Linked DNA regions of Mus musculus: region 2 is linked to region 1. A link is a contact called in public promoter capture Hi-C data. All regions are on one chromosome and are shown on one strand. Each heading gives the region's core, a stretch centred on a gene start, on an enhancer-like site or on the middle of the called end of the contact. The rest is flanking DNA. Distances are from core to core; before and after follow the strand shown.

Region 1 (2,700 bases), core at 39-2,538:
CGCAAACCCCAGTCCTTCCTGCTGGTACCTGCTGGCCTTGGCTCTTTTGTCTTAAGGTAAAGACAAACAAAAGGCTACAATCTAGAGCTGGAGAGCTGGTTCAGCAATTGCCAAATATGTGCTGCTGTTTCAGAGGGCCCAAATTCAATGCCTAGCACCCATGTCAAGAGGACCACAGGCTCCTGTAACTTGAGCTCCAGGGGAATCTAACTCTTCTGGTCTCCGTGGGCACCTGCATTCGTTACCAGACTTACAAGAATGAAAATAAATCTCTAAGAAAAAAAAAAAACACTACAGTCTGCTGAGCTCATGTCATTGAGAGGGAGATACACATTAGGTAAGGCTCTGGGTACTAAACGGACAGGATGGGTATTTGGGGTAAGAGACCTATACTAGAAACAGAAAGACTGGTCCTCATTAAGTACTCACCCAGCAGGAAATGAATGAGGCAGACTAATGCAATCAAGAATATAAAAACTACAGTTCTGCACCAAATCGTTGAGCATAGCCAACTTTGCGTTTTGTTTTGGGTTGACACCCTGTAGTGCCTAATCTTGTTTGTGGACTTGGCTATATCTGGAATGAACTAAAACCTAAGAGTCCAGATACCTGCCCTCTATCTAGGACACACCTTCTGGTGGCAGCCTGTATAAAAAGACATGAAAGAAGGAAGCTTTTGTTTTTTGCCTGCTTATGGCAAGCTCTAAATCCCCTTTATGTATTTTCTATCGGTTCTCTTCCTCTAGAAGAACCCTAACTAACACACACACACACCCTGGTCTGGAGGATCCTTTGTTTTTGTTTTTTCGAAATGGGATTTCTCCGTGTAGTCCTGGTTGTCTTAGAACTCAATTACTGTAAACCAGGCTGGCCTCGTATTCAGGGATCCTCTTTACTCAAATGCTGGAATTAATGGAGTGCGCCCACGCCCAGGACCCTCGACTTCACTGGTTTTTGAGTTCTTATTCCGGACTAATTTCTCACAATCGGTACAACTGAAAAAATCTATGCTGCAAAGGTGTCTCAAGTTTGCACAGAGGTTTTCTGCTCCGCAAGCGCGTGCTCATACGCAATGTGTCGATGTGCGGACCCGAACCTGGCAGTAATTGGAACCGCGTTACCCCAGGGCTCAGGGCTCCGTGTGTGCGAGGGATGCAACTGCTGGCCAATCTTTTCAGAGCGGGGCCGAAGCTGCTGGAGGGCTGGAGGCGCCAGGTAAGGCGCAGAGCTGGGCTTGCATTTCCCAAACCTGTGCGCCAACCCACCTACGGGACGGGACGCCGGCATCTGAGAGAGTCGCGCGGGAAGAAGTCAGCGCTCGGCGCCCAGCACTGCTGTGACAGCGGCCCCTGGTGGCGGCAACCTCAGCTGAAGCGGAGGGACGCTAAACGAGCGAGGCTAACAGCTCGGCGCCGGCGCTCCGGAAGTGACGTCCTCAAAGCCTCGAGGCGCTAGCCATGGCTCACACGGCCGCTGAGCGGCCGCCAGAGGAAACCCTGTCGCTGTGGAAAGGGTAATGGGGTCGGGGTCGTGCATTAGCCAAGGGGGTGGCCTTCTCCAGTGACCTCCGACCTCACAGCCCCTGTGGCGGCTGGGAAACTGACCCTCGGTGCTGCGGCACAGGCCTGCTCCGGGCCGCCGGCTGCCGGAAGTTGCAGCCAGCCTTTGTGGGCGTGGTCCTCGTTTCCGGTACCGGGGATTCCCATCGCCGAGAGCTTTTCCTTCTCAGTGTGGCTTGATGGACAAAAAGGAGAGAGGGTGGGCTGGGAGGGGGGACGCCCCGAGCGTCGCGCTCTTCCCATGGGCCCTGAGCCCGTTTGATGTTCGTGTCCTATTAGGGAACAAGCCCGGCTGAAAGCGCGCGTGGTGGATCGGGACACGGAGGCCTGGCAGCGGGACCCCAGCTTCTCGGGCCTGCAGAAGGTCGGGGGCGTGGATGTGTCCTTCGTGAAAGGGGACAGTGTCCGGGCCTGCGCTTCCCTGGTAGTGCTGAGCTACCCCGAGCTCAAGGTAACCCGGGTGGGATGTTGCGCCCGGTGCAGTTCGATCGTAGGCAGAGAGCCAGGGTCCAGTTTTATAAAATTTACTTTTTTTTTTTAATACTTGCACCCCGTAGTGTATATATATATATTTGATGCTAGGAAGCCGACTCAGGCCCTCGAATGTGTTAGGCAAGGGACTGATACACTTCCACCCCGTTTGTAGAGTGTAATGAATAGATTGGAATGCCTTTGAAGAAAAGTTTTCAAAAGCAAAAAGCAGAGGAAATATGGGCACCAGGATGCTTGTGATGTACATAAACTCCCACGGGTCTACATATATGTACACAAATGGTGAATTAAAAGTAGTTTTTAAAGGATCGACAGACAATTCCAGGTCTGGTTGTTGTGTTTCTGATCAGATGGAAGGGACTCGGAAGCCCAGGGACCTTAAAATTCTGAGGGGAAAGGTGTCCCAATGGAAAGGCATCGTGAGACACAAGGACCCGGGAACCACACAGCTCTGAGAGGAAGCCTCAGCCCCGCTCTCTCCACTTCTCTTCTCTTCTCTTCTCTTCCTTGCTTCTTTTCTGACAGGAGAGTTACACCAAGCAGGAAATTTTATGAAAGAGATTTATTGGAGGGAAGACTCCAGGAGGAGGAGGAGGGACTAATCTAGGAATGGCTGCCCTCTGCTCTCGGGGGGGGGGGGGGGGGGGGG
Region 2 (2,700 bases), core at 122-2,621, 610 kb after region 1:
CCTTCAACAGGATGGGGAGCTGTAGGGGAATGAGGGCCATGGTGAGCTGCCATCTTAGACAGGGTAGGTCCCAGCCACTGAAGGGAATGGAAGCAAGCCTCATGCTGACTGGGGCTAAAACTGCCCAGGAGAGAGTCTGGGCAGGGCCACAGTCACCCTAAGGGCCACAAAGCAGAGCTGCAAACAGGCTCTGCTCTGGCATGGAGGAGTGACCCGGGAAAGAGGAAAATCAACAAAGGTTCTCTAACGAGGTCAAGATGAGGTTCAGCCCCTGCCTCCTACACTAAGTAACAGCAACAGAAAGAATCTCAGGGCTTTCTGTGCATTGGATGGGTGAGACTACTGGGTACAGACCCAAAGAGTGAGAACCGCTCAGCTTGGGGACTTTAAGGTTCCTTGAAGATAGCAAACTTCCATCTTATTGAGTCATGAATCAGCTTGGTTGTGCTTGCTTACTTACTTCCTTGCGTGTCCCTGCAAGCCTATGGTGTTTACTTGGTTGAAATCTGGGAACACCTCATCTCATCCATCAGTATCTGGATGAGAGGGCGAGGTTTAGGAACATTTAAGACAAGTATGTCTTCACCGTGCTATTTGTCTACAGTGCCTTCAAGGGGATCTGTAGGGAGGGAGCTGCACAGTTCAGTACTTCAGATCTTGTCCCAGACTTGAGTGATCTGATCTCTTGTAGCAGGGACTCTTAAAAGCCTAAGAAGGGTCCCTGGGGCCACTCAGTGCCCTCAAGATCCAGTCAGAAAGCTCAAGGCAATCAATTTATTGCAGTCAACAGCTGGCAGCAGGCTCCGCTCTCGCCACCCCGTGGCTATGGCCTTCCAGATGCCCCCTGTCCCCCAGAGATGTACGAGCTTCCAGGATCTTCTGAAATGAAGCCTGGGGAGAGCCGATGGGCCCCGCTGGAGATCGCCCGCCGCCCTTGGGGTTAACCTTCTGCTATCACGGCAGGCACACTCATTCTCGGCAGCTGCTGGACAGTGTCTGTCCCCGCTAATCTAGCGAGGTTCCCGGGCGCCGGAGGTCAGCACACCCGGCGAGTTTCACTCACCCTATGCAAGAAGCTCAAGCGGTCCCGCAGGGGCGGCACAGCTGCCATGGTCCAGGTAACCTCCCAAACTGCCCCGCTTCCGCCAGGCTTCGATCCTCCAATCGTCGCGCTCCTCTCGCTCCCCCGACCAATCGCTCGCAAGGGGCGGGCACGAAGGCGGGAACATCTGCGTCTCAGCCAATCCAAAGTCTCAGCAAGAGACGGACAAGAACGGCGACCAATTACAGAAGCACAGGACTGTGACTCTGACCAACCAGAAAATAGGATAGGCGGAGAGTCCGGATGTTCACGCGTTCGACTCCGGAAGAGGCAGGGCCCAAGATGGCGGCGCCCTCGAGAGCCTAAAAGGACCGCTCATGTCTGTGAACGGAGCGGTGTGGGGGCGTGTGCGGAGCCGTTTCCGAGCCTTCCCCGAGCATCTGGCGGCCTGTGGAGCTGAGGTACGGAGCGAACGGAGCGGAAGCGGAAGCGGGATGGGTGGCGACTCGGGTCAGGTCCCTGTACTGTCCCGTCTTCCCTCAGGCCTCGGCTTATGGCAAGTGCGTGCAGGCGTCCACCGCCCCAGGAGGCCGCCTGAGTAAGGACCTCTGCGTTCGCGAGTTCGAGGCCCTGCGGAGCTGCTTCGCCGCCGCGGTAGGTGGGCGTGTCCCTGCTACGTCATCTCTGTCTGGCGTCCTCTTTTCCGCCAAGCAACTCCAGTGACAAGGGGACAGGGCCTCCAGTTAGCTGTTGGCGTCTTGCCGATGGGCAACCCGATGAGACCGACCCCAGCTCCACTTGGTTTCTCCCAGCAATTCCTGCTAGATGCCAGGGCAGTGTCCTGCTAGGCACGCACCCCTGACGCACCCTGTCCCCGAGGAGTAAAGTGCAAGGTCCGCAGCAGGTTCTCCCTGCAGCACGGAAGCGATGCTGAGAGCCGCTTGGGTTCTTGATCCTGGCCTTTTTGCCCATGACCCCTCCACTAGAGCTAGGGTCGGTGGTTAAGAACCCAGGGTGACAGACACACTGCATCAGAAGCAGGTCCACAGTAGCCTCGGCGGGAATGAGGAGCAGTGTTTGAGTTGACTACAGCCCAGCCTCACCTACATACAGCCTTTGGTTTCCCGGCAGAGGCTGTTCAGTCGTCAGGTGTTGCGCTTTTCTTGTTCCTTCTAACTTGACACAAGCCTTTACTCTTGTGGTTGGTGGCCAGCAGCTGTCATTGAAACCCTAAACACACTCCTAATGCTCAGAGTTTCTGCTGTCCCTGCCACCCTCTCTGTGGCTGACCAGAATTGTGTGACTCCATCTGCTGCTTTGCCTGGACCAGATAAAGGCACCCCCCTGTGGTTCCCCCTCCATCCCTGCCCATCTCATAACAGAAACTCTCAGTCACAGGGGCCAGGCGTCCTCTGTAGGTGAGCCCAGGCTGGGACCCCCCGAGACACACTAGCATCTCAGTTCTTTAGCGTGGTTGGGATAAGGTGGCATTTGATGTGGTAGATGTCTTGCTTTAAGCCATATCTAAACTGGAAATAAGTCACTGAAACAAAATGCTTTCTCTTCCAGGCCAAGAAGACCATGATGGGAGGCTCCTAGGAAGAGCGGTGGGCGTGGAGGCCCTGTCCTGACAGCACGCATATGGGCAGCAGAGTTCC

What was found. Capture Hi-C pulls out chosen DNA fragments and counts their contacts.
Region 2: a promoter capture Hi-C map of liver shows a contact between it and region 1, with 3 times the contacts expected there. The contact joins the promoter of Ndufaf8 here to the promoter of A930037H05Rik in region 1. A contact is called at or near these places in 11 of 39 promoter capture datasets (the 3T3-L1 cell line, 3T3-L1-derived adipocytes, the C10 cell line and 6 more), 1 of 15 datasets of contacts at CTCF or cohesin (large pre-B cells), 9 of 484 Hi-C or Micro-C datasets (B cells, CD4 T cells, CD8 T cells and 5 more), 13 of 115 datasets of contacts at active chromatin or transcription factors (the SCID.adh cell line, T-cell acute lymphoblastic leukemia, astrocytes and 9 more) and 4 of 9 other capture datasets (adipose tissue, liver, macrophages and 1 more).

The regions. Positions count from the first base shown.
Region 1 is chr11:119,489,947-119,492,646 of GRCm38.p6, forward strand. A930037H05Rik (RIKEN cDNA A930037H05 gene) reads right to left here and starts at 1,289. Exons shown (of 4, transcript NR_153849.1): 1 at 1,097-1,289. It overlaps Endov (endonuclease V), which reads left to right and starts at 1,401. Exons shown (of 9, transcript NM_001164636.1): 1 at 1,401-1,513; 2 at 1,839-2,010. The coding sequence starts at 1,458.
Region 2 is chr11:120,097,563-120,100,262 of GRCm38.p6, forward strand. It overlaps Ndufaf8 (NADH:ubiquinone oxidoreductase complex assembly factor 8), which reads left to right and starts at 1,372. Exons shown (of 3, transcript NM_001110242.1): 1 at 1,372-1,503; 2 at 1,586-1,696; 3 at 2,612-2,700. The coding sequence starts at 1,420. The coding sequence ends at 2,641. Tepsin (TEPSIN, adaptor related protein complex 4 accessory protein) reads right to left here and starts at 1,169. Exons shown (of 13, transcript NM_183137.2): 1 at 1,064-1,169; 2 at 1-19. The coding sequence starts at 1,111.